Regions from separate parts of the Triticum aestivum genome. Here region 1 is linked to region 2. A link is a contact called in public Hi-C data. All regions are on one chromosome and are shown on one strand. Each heading gives the region's core, a stretch centred on a gene start, on an enhancer-like site or on the middle of the called end of the contact. The rest is flanking DNA. Distances are from core to core; before and after follow the strand shown.

Region 1 (6,970 bases), core at 1,893-4,392, 240 kb before region 2:
GATGATGCGCAGCCGGGTAGGCCAGTCCAGGTGCTCTGCTTCCCTGACTGCATCGAAAAATATGGATCGGATGAGCGTCACTGTTTCTGAGAGAGAAGTGGCAAAAGCGACAACATCATATCTGCATATGGAAGGTGTTCAGATACTGATGATGTTCACACTCACCGTGCAAATGCTCGAAGAGCGAACCACATGGAGCGTACTCAAACACCATCATCCTGGTGAACGGATCGTCGCATGTGCAGTAACCAAGTAGGTTCATGAAGTTCTTATGGTTCACTTTGGATAACTCAGAGATCTGGAAGAGGAAGAGTTGATCAGACACAGACAGCAGAACATTGTTGCGGTTTCGCCTTCTACTTATGCAGTACCACAGAAGTTGAAAGAAATTGAGCACCGTTGCAGTTTCGCCAATCAGTTACCTTGTTCCTAAATTGCTCCTCAGACCGATCCGACCATTCTTTGGCAGACTTAACTGGACTGGAGGCAACAGCTATTTCAACCCCACTCGACAGGGTTCCCTTGTACAATGCACTGTCAGATACAGTACCGATCACATTGCTGAAATTCTCACACGCCGCCTCAAGTTCGGCCCTTCCTAAAGAAGGAACACCTGCCCACAAGGTAAAGCACACTCAACATCTCCAAGTACAATCTGTGGCACACATTTCAGATGATGTAACATGGCATTTTAGCTTCAGGTAATAGGAGACTGACCTGTCACGAAGGCTTTCCTTAGCTGTCCACTCAGCCCGGTAGCCCATGGATTGACGGTGTTATCCTTCTTTCTACGGGAGACAAGTAGATACACAACAGAGGCTATAATCACAAGGCCAAGCGCTCCACTGACGCACAATGCGTAGATAACCCAGTGAAGCACAGAAGAAGAGTCGTTGGTTTCAGCTTGCGAATGCGATGGCGGCGAAGACATGGGATGCTGATCAGTAGCCTTAGAGGAAGGTGCTGATTCTTGCAGCCCCCTTGCCTGTAGGAGTTGCCTCAGGGTGGTACTCCGTATGGTTCTGCATAAAACATCAATATAAATTGAAGAGTATGATTGGCAAACTTGTATAGTCCACAGTTAGCATATCAGTATTCTCCACGCTTCAAGCTTTAACATATTAATGCTTAAGTTTTACTAATGTAAGAGACAGGTTACACATCCCTTGTACATCAGCTGCCATGTATACTTATGTTTGCCATTTGCCTTTAACCTATTTTTAGTGAAAATGAGCATGTATTTTAGTTTTTCGACAGAAGGTACTACATTTGTTTTTACTTACTAATCACATGATCTCCAATGCTAAATCTTTCTTGTTTGTTTTGTAGTAATACATTTCTTAAACGTTATGGAAGTGAACATGATCAAAACATCATGTAATGGTAAATCTAACAGTAAAAGTTTACCGAAAGATTCAAAGAGTGTGAGTTCTATTTATTTTATTTATTTTGTGGGGAAAAGATTGTAAGGTTTAACTAGTCAAAGTCAAGATTGCCGGTTAAACTGAAACAGAGTATTTTGGTTTTCAACTGCTTGTGTCATGTCAGTTTTACTTTAGAAGTTATGCCCATCTTACTCAAAAATTCTTACGAAAGGGAAGCTGGTATATAAAGAAGAAGACTGACTTTGTTAAACATTTTCTGCACAGTTGTTGCCTTCCATCAGTTAGAACCTCTGAAATCATGATACGCTCTTGCAACTCGTTAGGAATTTCAATTGACAGTTTGTTTCCCTTGACTAAGCTGCAAAGATCATCACATGGCTTTAGATTATGTGTCAAGCCCATAATGTAAAAAAAAATAAAGATCATGTATCAAGCACTGCAGAAATTTAATTCTGTAATGCTCCAGATGCAATTTACTCACAGAAATACTGTTCTCCCTAGACCTGAAGGACTGGATCCATGAAGGTAATATTTTTGGATATTGTAAAAAAAAGGGACGCATCAAGAAATGCTTAAAAGTCAAAACCTTGTTCCACACACGTATCCTAAATATTCCAGAGACAAAATCATACTAGCTTCCTCTAGAAAGACATCTAGCTGTCCTGCATATTCTCTACTTAATAGTCATGGCTTCTTCTAGTCCCCCTTTGACTTGTAAATCCATGATGCCACAAATAAACAAAGACAACGGCGTGCAATATCATGTACCCCTTGAAATCAAAATAGGACTTGTTCCATGAGTGACTTAATCATGACTAATGATACATACAAGATAACTACTTGCAAATGATTTGACATCTTCACAAAAGAAAAAAAAGGTAGCAATCATTTCACCATGAATTTGATCCTACAAGGACAAGAACAAGAACAGATCAGGCTGACTTACCGCGTCGCCGCTGCGCTGAAAACCTTCTTTTGTCCCAAATTCCATAACCATCCACTTGGGCGCTCTTCTCTGAAACTCATGGCTCGCCCTGGAGCACCAAGATAGACACAGATGCATGGTCAACCACTGTTCCACTTGAACCAAAACCACCATGACCGCTTCCTACTCACAACCCATGGGAAATCCAACTCACCTTCTTCACCGAGGGCGGCACAAGACTCATGCCTCTCAGACAAGAGGAAGAAGAAGAGCAAGAGCTGCGCCGCTCTGATGCTCCAGACCTCCATTCCGCCCCCAACGGAGTCCAGGCAGCTCTGCAAGATTGGTAGTAAAAGACAGTAAGAGCAGAACGGGAGGCGATAAAAAGGAGGGCAAAGATTCCAACTATTACATATAGCAGCACCTAAAGCTGCTGAAATCTTGGGCACGGTAGAAGCACACGGCGTTCCATGCCGCCTGAAGAAACGAATCGGGTAAAGTGTCTCCGCTACTAGTACAAGGTGAGTGGAGCAGCGGCGCAGAGTGGGATTTTTGGAACGAGCAAGTAAAGAATCCACCACCCCTCACGGATCTGTGTCTCGAGAGCCGGAATTTCAAAAGGGGGGAATGCGCTCAAAGAATGTGGAGAAGGAGAGGAGTAGCAGGAAAAGGCTAGGATGCAAAGAAGGTTAGAGGGGGGAATCGAGAGAAGAGGAGGCAGGGCGCGGGCAGTGTGCTGGGAACGGGATGAGCTGGGAGAGGCCGAGAAGGCAGAGGAGAAAGAAGAGCTCGGAGCACAAGTCAGTCCAGGACGCGGAATATTGGAACTGGAGTGTACTTTTGGGTGGATCGGAGGCAGGCGTGGATGTCTGCCTGCCTGCCTGTCTGTTTCAGGCCAGCCAGGTACCGTGCACACATGGCAGGTGGAAATTTCCCTCCCTTTTCTTTCCCTTATTAACTCTTCTTGTTTTACCTGAAATTGCGCAGTGATTTTGCGGGGTTTTCACCGGAATCAAATCACTGTCCACGGGAAGATGACATAGTTGTACTCATCATCTCGGGTATTTCCAACGTTGATCCCAAATCAGACAGCCTATTGTCTCTGGATCGGTGGAGACCAGTCTGCGAACAGTGATGAACTTTGCGGGAGTACGGATCGTCGCCGTCATATAGTACATTGACATCCCCGACTCACTCAAATACCCATTCTGGTCCACTTTTCTTTCACTCCACCCTTACTTTGCATCCGCATCCTCCTCTTTCGACGCCGCCGCTGTACCTCTCCGGCCGCCATCAAGGTACCGTAGGACGTCCGCAGCCGCCACTTGGACTACACCGCCGTCCACCTAGGATCCTCCCTGTCGACGACATCCATGACGGACACCACACCCGGCAGGTGTTCGCTCAAATGTCATTGAGCTTTTTGTTGAATTTCTTGCTGTTTTCTAGAGTAAGCACGATGGCGGGGTACTAGGTGAAGGAGGATGAGTTGTGTCATGCATGGTTGGTCGTAGCTGCGGACTTTGTAGGCATGAACTCAAGGAGCTCGATCTCTTTGGCGGCACGTGCATGATTTGTTTCATGCACAAAAGTACTCTACGACATACACATCATCCATGAACAGAATGTGAGGTCAATATCGCACCGATGGTACACCATTTGCAACTCCGTCATTAAGTTCTGCGGCGCAGTTGAAAGTGTGGAGACGATGTTGCCATTGGGAGTGTCAACCATGGAGATCATAAGTTTGCTTCTTCTTGCTCTACATGTTGGTCATTCATTCACTCAATGCTTCTCTACACATTGTATAGGTTGCACGCTTTGCCGTGAAGTACTAGAGGATCGTGGGCAGGCCATGCACGCACATACACTGTTAGATGAAGTTTAAGGGTCAACTTGTGTGGGACGACATGTACCGGCTCTGATAATAGTATCGATGAATTTGGAATTGGTAAATTCAAACAACTTGTTGAACATCTAGTTATATCGTTGAATTTGAACTATTGTTGTACTAGAGATATTTGCATGCTATTTATGAATGAATTATGCTATTTTCTATAATTACTTTGAGTGTTATGGGATTGGTTTAGTTAAATGAACGAAATATTGTTTGTTTTATGTAAATTATGCCTGAACTTTGATGAATAACGTCGTGTTTGATGTAATGCTCCTGGTTTGCAAGAAAACAGACGTCTGGATTGGTCCGTGGATGGATGGGGTACCACGCTGGATGCCAAAACACATCATGACAGACTGGTCCGGGCGGATGTGGGTGGTTTGAGGGTCAGTGTTTGATGGTGTCCTGGATTAAGGGGTACTAATCCAGTCGGCCCATGTTCCTCGGATTGGGCCGATGGGCCCTCATTCATTCTCAAGAAGAACATTGGGCCTGATATTGCAAGGTGTGAGATTGAGCACGGTTCAATGCCCGACCTCGGCAGAAAATAGAGAAAAGATGAGTGTCATCCCCTATGCCTTAGCCATAGGGTCTATTATGTATGCCATGCTGTGTACCAGACCTGATGTGAACCTTGTCGTAAGTTTGGTAGGGAGGTAGCAAAGTAATCCCGGCATGGAACACTGGACAACGGTCAAGAATATCCTGAAGTACCTGAAAAGGACTAAGGATATGTTTCTCGTTTATGGAGATGACGAAGAGCTCGTCGTAAAGGGTTACGTAGTGCTAGCTTCGACATAGATCTGGATGACTCCAAGTCACAAACCGGATACGTGTACATTTTGAATGGTGGGGTAGTCAGCTGGTGCAGTTGCAAGCAAAACATCGTGGCGGGATCTACATGTGAAGCGGAGTACATAGCAGCCTCGGAGGCAGCACAGGAAGCAGTCTGGATGAAGGAGTTCATCACCGACCTAGGAGTTATTCCCAATGCGTCGGGCCCGATGACTCTCTTCTATGACAACACTGGAGCTATTGCCCTTGCCAAGGAGCCCAGGTTTCACAAGAAGACCAGGCATATCAAGCGTCGCTTCAACTCCATTCGTGAATATATTCCAGATGGAGACATAGATATTTGTAAAGTGCATACGGATCTGAATGTCGCAGATCCGTTGACTAAACCTCTTCCACGAGGAAACATGATCAACACCAGAACTCTATGGGTGTTCGATTCATCACAATGTAACTAGATTATTGACTCTAGTGCAAGTGGGAGACTGTTGGAAATATGCCCTAGAGGCAATAATAAATTGGTTATTATTATATTTCCTTGTTCATGATGATTGTCTATTGTTCATGCTACAGTTGTATTAACCGGAAACCGTAATACATGTGTGAATACATAGATCGTAATATGTCCCTAGTAAGCCTCTAGTTGACTAGCTCGTTGATCAATAGATGGTCATGGTTTCCTGACCATGGACATTGGATGTTGTTGATAACGGGATCACATCACATCACATCATTAGGAGAACGATGTGATGGACAAGACCCAATCGTAAGCATAGCACAAGATCGTGTAGTTCGTTTTGCTAGAGCTTTTCTAATGTCAAGTATCGTTTCCTTAGACCATGAGATTGTGCAACTCCCAGATACTGTAGGAATGCTTTGGGTGTACCAAACGTCACAACGTAACTGGGTGGCTATAAAGGTACACTACAGGTATCTCCGAAAGTGTCTGTTGGGTTGGCACGAATCGAGACTGGGATTTGTCACTCCGTTTGACGGAGAGGTATCTTTGGGCCCACTCGGCAATGCATCATCATAATGAGCTCGATGTGACTAATGAGTTAGCCACGGGATCATGCGTTGCGGAATGAGTAAAGAGACTTGCTGGTAACGAGATTGAACGAGGTATGGGGATACCGACTATCGAATCTCGGGCAAGTAACATACCGATGGACAAAGGGTATTGTATACGGGATTGATTGAATCCCCGACATCGTGGTTCATCCGATGAGATCATCGTGGAACATCTAGGGGCCAACATGGGTATCCAGATCCCGCTGTTGGTTATTGGCCGGAGAGATGTCTCGGTCATGTCTGCATGGTTCCCGAACCCGTAGGGCCTACACACTTAAGGTTCGGTGACGCTAGAGTTGTTATGGGAAATAGTATGTGGTTACCGAAGGTTGTTCGGAGTCCCGGATGAGATCCCGGACGTCACGAGGAGTTTCGGAATGGTCCGGAGATGAAGATTTATATATGGGGAGTCCTTATTCGGTCGCCGGAAGTGTTCGGGGGGTTACCGGTATTGTACCGGGACCACCGAAGGGGTTCCGGGGGTCCACCGGGAGGGTCCACCTGCCCCGGAGGGCCCTATGAGCTGAATATGGAGGGGAACCAGCCCCTAGGTGGATTGGGCGCCAACTCCCCCCTAGGGCCCATGTGCCTAGGGTTGGGGGAAACCCTAGAGGGGGTGCCCCACCTAGCTTGGGGGGCAAGCCTTCCCCCTTGGCCGCCCCCCTCTAGATGCATCTAGGGGGGCCGGCCCCCTCTCCCTTGCCACTATATATAGTGGGGGGTGGGAGGGCAGCCGCACCCTTCCCCTGGCGCAGCCCTCCCCCTCTCCAACACCTCCTCCTCCGTAGTGCTTAGCGAAGCCCTGCCGGAGAACCACGAGCTCCACCACCACCATGCCGTCGTGCTGTCAGAGTTCTCCCTCAACTTCTCCTCTCCCCCTTGCTGGATCAAGAAGGAGGA
Region 2 (6,428 bases), core at 2,418-4,917:
GGCCGCTCAAATTTGGAGAAATCACTCATGAGAAATTCTCCCGGCTCTGACATGGCCTCTTTCAAGGGTTTGAATTTAATAACCTTCGGTGGCTTGACCTGTGTGACGATACCACCTCTAACGTATGCGCCAAATGAGGAAGTGTCTTCTTCCAAGAAGAAAGAGTAAGGCCTTGCATTCTTAACTTTTCTTGGTTTTCCATCATTCAGCTCAGTCATTCCATGGACTTCAGAGAAAACAACTAGATCACCATCCTGGAACTCCAGACGCTCATCGTCCACACAAGATACAAGTGCTGGATTGTCATTGCTGATTGATGCAACAATTCCTGTATGTGGTTCCTCACCATCCACATCCAAAACAGTAAATTCAGGACCGAAGTCACAAAACACACTGCCAAAAAGACCACGAACTTCAGACTTGATGAAAGCAATGGGTGGCTGGTGGCTGTGGCAGTAATCATCAAATTCAATTGCTTTATCTAAGCTGATATCAGTGAAGACAACGGCCTGCAAGTACATATGAAATTTGTTCTGAGAAATGATAAATGACCAAATTTAACAAGTGTAAATCAAGAATCATATAAATAAAATGTGTGAGACGAGTCATCTAATCCTCCTAAAAACTCATATACTGCAAACTGAAGAACATGGATTTGGAATTTCAGTTGCATTTGACAAACAGATCCGTTTGTGGGACTGGCACGACAGAGCATATGTGAAAAAAAATTATAGTAAACAAATTATGTGTCACTATAAATATGCCAAGGATGTTTTTGCAGTTTTGTAGTCAATTTATCTTTTCACCAGTTCGCACAGCACAGTTAACAGAATACACATCTCTCTTATTAAAGGGGAATAGGTCGTTCGCTTCCTTGTCTCCAGGTTTTCTCTCTCCCCTCCGGTTCCACCCTTTCCCACATATTTATTTCCGATTTTAGTTGTCTGGCATCACATCTCCTTCCTTCCATAATATGGGAACTAATCATTTTTCCGTTTGGCAAATTCAGAACACATTAACCCCACTGATTTATTTATAATTTTATTTGCGCAACATCACATCTCCACCCACTGATTTATTTCCAAACTAATTTGTCCGACATCACATCTCCTTCCGCCAGCAATATGAAAACTAATTATTTTTTGTTTCGTAAATTGGAAACGTACTCCCACTGATTTAATTCCAATTTTATTTGTCCAAAGTGTACGGGTGATAGTGGAAGGGGGACTGTGACCGAATGAGCCATTGACATATGTGGATCGGGGATGCGGACATAGTGAGTGGAAGGTATACGGGAGACAGAATTAATGTGAACCCTAAAATATGTCTGCATCCGTTGCAACACACGGGCAATTAGCTAGTTGGCAATAATATTACCAAGGCCAACACTTACTTACCAGAATACACGTTGTCAGAGCAAAATCGACAGTTTAATAAAATTCGATTTAGGCACCAAAATCACACAACGAAATTGCAGGCAAAATCAGGCAATGAACAGAGCACAGATATACAGAAAGACTGTACAAACCTAACCTAGTCCAAACAGTCAAGCAGATGAAGCCTTTTAGAATCTCACAGCAATCCACGATATGCAGGGTTCATCTTATACTTCATACAATTTTACAGTACACACACTTCAATACACCTTGACTATGATGAGATCATGGCCAAATATTTCAAGTACTTGACTGCATTACTTTATTAGTGTTTGTTAGAAGTGATGTTCTGTAAATGCTAGGATTGTGGTACATCGCTTCTTTTGAAATGGTAATTCTTTGGAAAACTGGCATGAAATTTCTATACCAAAATCAAATAGGAAGATGGATAGCCTGCTTGTTAAAGTCACATGGACAGAAAGTACAAGCATAATGTAAAACCTTAAATGGAAGACACAATGACACATAGATGTAGAAAAAATTGAAATAGCAAGGTAGAAGATCACAGATCAGTGTCATGCTGTTGCACCTGGAATTTAGAAAGGTGCTCCTTGGTCAAATCACCGGTTAAGGCAGAGACGAGGACAGCATTGTTCAGCTCTTGTAGCTTCTGTACACAAGCTTGAGCACGGTTTTGCCCAACATCATTCTCCGAGAGGAAGAAGTTGCTTGATAAGTCCCACAGCTCCACATTACCATCATCATGCAAGGTTACAGACTTGACACCCGCAAGGACAAGGTTCTTTGCTGCAGGAATACATAAGTATTAAATCAATTGTAAGCGTAAAGCTTAATTACAGACTGTCAAAACCTCATCCAAGTTTTAAAAGTTCAGTTTTTACTGACTGCCAAGCTCCTGACTAAGCTTATGATTTGTTTTTATACCCAAATACTCGTATGGTGTGATAATGAGTAACAGACATCTCAGATGAATCCAATAATCCAACCGGCCAGCAGCAAAAAAAATACGCCTTTAACCTTTAAGGTGTCATGTCTCGACTTGGTATCACGGACCAAAACTACCAGTGGGCTTATTGGCAAAATGTCAGTGAATAACTATGTGCAATGTGGTGCAGTGCAGAAGTTCACCCATCATAATGCGTACGCTATCATTGTGTGTAAGGGGCACTGATAGGGTCACACAAAAGACACTCATTTCACCACACAAATAAAAGTTTTGGTTTGATGGTTTAGATAGTACAGTAGTTACAAAACGTAGGTAGACAAAAGTTTTGGTTGGTGGTTTGAACTCAAATCATAATACACAATAATAAGAGCCCATCTAGCTAAGCTAATAGGGCGATCCCCGTCAGTTGTTTGGTCAAACTAGCAGCAACATCAGCTGAGCCAGAGCTAAACCAAGAGCTCAAGATAGCAATTACGAGCAGTAAATTTGTGTACGAGAAACATAATAGGAATTCCTAGGTCGCTAAGCTACATCAGATCCAGCAAGGGGTAGTAATTACTAATTTCCTTTTTTGCAGCTAACCTACATACACATATAAAAGGTAACAAATCAAGGAAAGAGATTGTATATTAAACAAAAAAAGAGTAAAAGACCATCTCCATTACGAGAGCGCCTGGGCTGCACGTACCGATCTCAGCACCGAGACCCTGGAGTCCAGAGACGAGGACGTTGGAACCGAAGAGGCGCTTCATGGTCTCGCGGCCATAGACGGCGAGCTGGCGACTGTGCAGGTCCTCGTCGATCTCGTTCCCCCTCCCTGCCATGGCTGCGTCTCCTTCCTCCCTGGTGGCCTCCCCCTCCCCGGCGCGGGTCTTCTTCTGCAAGTCCTCGACCTCGCCGGCGACGATCTCCCGCTTCCGGGGAAGCATATAGCGCGCGACGCCGCCGAGGAGCCCGAGGACGGCCGCCGACGCAGCGAAGAGCAGGCAGTAGTACGCGGCCGCCGGGAGCTGCCGCGTCAGATCCAGCGCGTGCTAGGGCCGCGACCGCCGCGAAACCTGCACCGGCCGGCACGTCGTGAGGCGGGGAGCGCGGGGAAGCAGGTGCGGAGACGGCGGATCCGGCGGAACTCACCTTGGATTCGCCTGTCGCGTCGGTGAAGGAAGCAGGCGAGGGACGGTCTAGGGTTCTGGGATGGGGACGGACGAAGTGGAGGACCGGATTGCAAAATCTCGGCGGTTGTTGCTGGGGGCGGCTTTGTTGACGGGGGGTGACGGGTGGGTCCCACGTGTCGGCCGGACGGGAGTGCGCGTGTGCTTTTCTTGCTGGCGGGGAAACGTGGGACGGGAGGAGGAGCACCTGCCCTCCTCTCTGGAAAGAACGGGGAGGCTGCGAGGTGGGCCGAAAGGTCAACTTACAAGTGGGCCCGATTATTCCCATGGTAGGGCCCGCCTTGTACTTTAATTTTATTTTTTGTTTTGATCAGACGCCTTGTACTTTAATTTATGTTTGGACAACTACCATGTCGCAAAACGCGTTGAGGTGTGTTGGAATTTCGAGGTGCACGCCAGTTTGGAACACACGAAAGACAAAGGAACCAGGCCTTTGGTAGGTTTCAGGGTGTGCATTCGGTTTTTTCGGTTTGATTCGATTCGATTTATACGGTTTTTGGTTTATATGGTTTTTATACTTCGGTTTATATGGTTTTATACGTAGATACGGTTCGGTTTCGGTAATACCATTTAATTTCGGTTCGGTTTCGGTAATAACCAAAATAACCAAAGTTGACGCAAATTTGTATAAAAAAAATTTATTTTGTCACATTGTTTCGTTCATGACATGTATGTAGGTTAGATTTTCTTGTAAGAAATGTGTACGTAGATTGGGTAATTAGATGACAGCCATGATTTAGCCATATGCATTAGATAGCAGCAAATATGAGAGATTAGGTAGGTGTCGGAGGTCCACATGATTTGGTATTGATTAAATGGCAGTAGATATGATTTATTAAATGAGGGAGGAAGTAGAAAATGGAATGACACAAAAATCTTGCGCATCCACGCGTCCACGAGCTCTCAACCCAGGCCAATCTTTCTTTTTTTTGAGCGATCAACTCCCTTTTTTTAGCGATCGACCGCCTAGGATGACACCGCGCGTGGTGGATCGCTAGACAAAGTGGCTGAATGGGCTGGATACTTTGAGCCCAAATAAGCGCATGTGATGTGCCCTGGTTCCGGTTCGTTCGAGCTGTAGAGATTTAGTACCACCTCGCCTATTGAGCTGCAGCGGGGTGAGCGGATAGCTATAAAAGAAAGGGTGGTAAAGGGCTCAGCTCATATTCTTGCACACATACGCGAACTTCGGTTATTTCGGTTTAACCGAACGGTTTTCGGTTTCTAACCGAAAAAACCAAATGCTAAATGGTTTCAAGAATCAAAAACTGAAACCGTAACCTGAAAAAACCGAAAATTCGGTTCGGTTTGATTTTTTTTGTTCGGTTTTTGGTTTCCAGTTCGATTTTGCACACCCTGAGGTAGGTTGCATCATTTCAAAACATTTTTTTTTTGAAAAGGAGGATGACCCCCGGCCTCTGCATCTGGGCGATGCATACGGCCACTTTATTAATTATTCTCATAAGACCTTACAAAGTCATACAACAGTAAGACTAAAGCCGTCATCTAAGCAACAAACTGTCGCTACACCTATCCAGTTGATGAAGGGGCGCATATAGCCTGGGCCTAATACCAAACAGACATCGCAGCCAAGCCTAACATCTAAGACCTGAGACCCCAACCTAGCCACTTGCCGGGTCTGGGGCACACACTGGTCCGTCGTGCTCTCAGAGGCCGCCGCCGCCAACTGTCACCGCTCCATCTTCAGAACTGTACTGATGCATCAACCTTGCTCGGTCCAGCTATCGTCGACGCCACCACGGCGCCCAACGGCACCTCGTCCCTGCGCGCAAACAGCTGTACACGTCGCGGTCGTCACTGATACACCTCAGCGCCATGCTGCCACGTACCACCAACCGACACAACTTGAAGCCCTTGGAGGATCTGTCGTGCGTAGCACCTGCCGACCAGGCATGACCAAGCGTAGCACCTGTCGGTCAGGCATGACTTGACATCTCCACCGAAGCTCCGTGCAAGACGAAGCCGCTCCACCTCCTGCCTCTGACTTCCAGTGCTGCTCCACAAAACGACGCTCCTAAGAGAGAAATGACACTGAAGTGCCGCCATCGTCCGGTCTGGAACACCAGATCCTAGGGTTTTCCTCGGAGCAATACGAGTGGGTCGACGGTAGTCACATGACGATGCCTTCATCAAGGTAACGACGTGGAACGCCGCCATTGCCCGCCGTCGGCTCGGTTTTCACTGGCAACTACGTCTCCCCGACTCGCAGCTGGTGCCAGATGACGGATCCCGAGATCCGAACACCCAGCCTCAAGCCAACCACCTCTGATGGAAGAGATGACCACCACCGTCGGCTGCACTAGTCAGAACAGATCTGATCGTAGGTGCCGCCGATGAGATCACCAGGCCCTCCACGCCGCCGTCGCCGATCTGAAGGCAGCATGCACGCCGCCGCAGCCAAGCCGGCCGCCGTCAACCGCAGTCGCCGCCGCCGCCCGAAGGGCCATCCGCAGCACCTGCACCCCTGGCCTCCGCCGCGCCAAGCCGTCACCGTCCGAGGACAGGCCGGCCTCCCGCCGCCTGCCGCCATCCGCCGCGCCGCAGATCCCAGATCGGTCGTGCCACCACACGCCTTGGGGTCCTCCCCGCCCAGGGACGCGCGAGAGAGGAGATCCCCCGCCACCGCCGTCGGCCCCCGGGCTTAGCCCGGCAGCGTCTTCCGGCGGTAGCGGAGGGAGGGGAGGAGGGAGTTTGCGACGGCGGCGGCTAGGTTTCTAGCCGCCCGAGTTGCCCCAGGGGGAGGACGACGCGGGCGTTGTTTCCTATCGAGTGCAAGAAAAACACGTTTGATATTGTATAGGGTCACGCACATGAACCTTTTTTTTGCGAACCCCGCACATGAACCTTAAAGCAGTCCAAACTGGCTATATAGGAACGCTAGAATCAACCGTT

What was found. A called contact is a pair of places that touch in the nucleus more often than the background predicts.
Region 1: a contact with region 2 is called in a Hi-C map of leaf, with 10 times the contacts expected there. The contact joins the promoter of LOC123120497 here to the promoter of LOC123120495 in region 2. A contact is called at or near these places in 4 of 5 Hi-C or Micro-C datasets (leaf and an unstated tissue) and 1 of 1 datasets of contacts at active chromatin or transcription factors (leaf).

Annotation. Positions count from the first base shown.
Region 1 is chr5D:248,831,943-248,838,912 of IWGSC CS RefSeq v2.1, reverse strand. It overlaps LOC123120497 (protein MALE DISCOVERER 2), which reads right to left and starts at 3,142. Exons shown (of 8, transcript XM_044540507.1): 1 at 2,723-3,142; 2 at 2,525-2,645; 3 at 2,332-2,419; 4 at 1,627-1,743; 5 at 718-1,022; 6 at 423-613; 7 at 166-298; 8 at 1-47. The coding sequence starts at 2,618.
Region 2 is chr5D:248,594,885-248,601,312 of IWGSC CS RefSeq v2.1, reverse strand. It overlaps LOC123120495 (ubiquitin-activating enzyme E1 2-like), which reads right to left and starts at 3,667. Exons shown (of 7, transcript XM_044540504.1): 1 at 3,478-3,667; 2 at 3,032-3,401; 3 at 1,966-2,183; 4 at 1-509. The coding sequence starts at 3,272.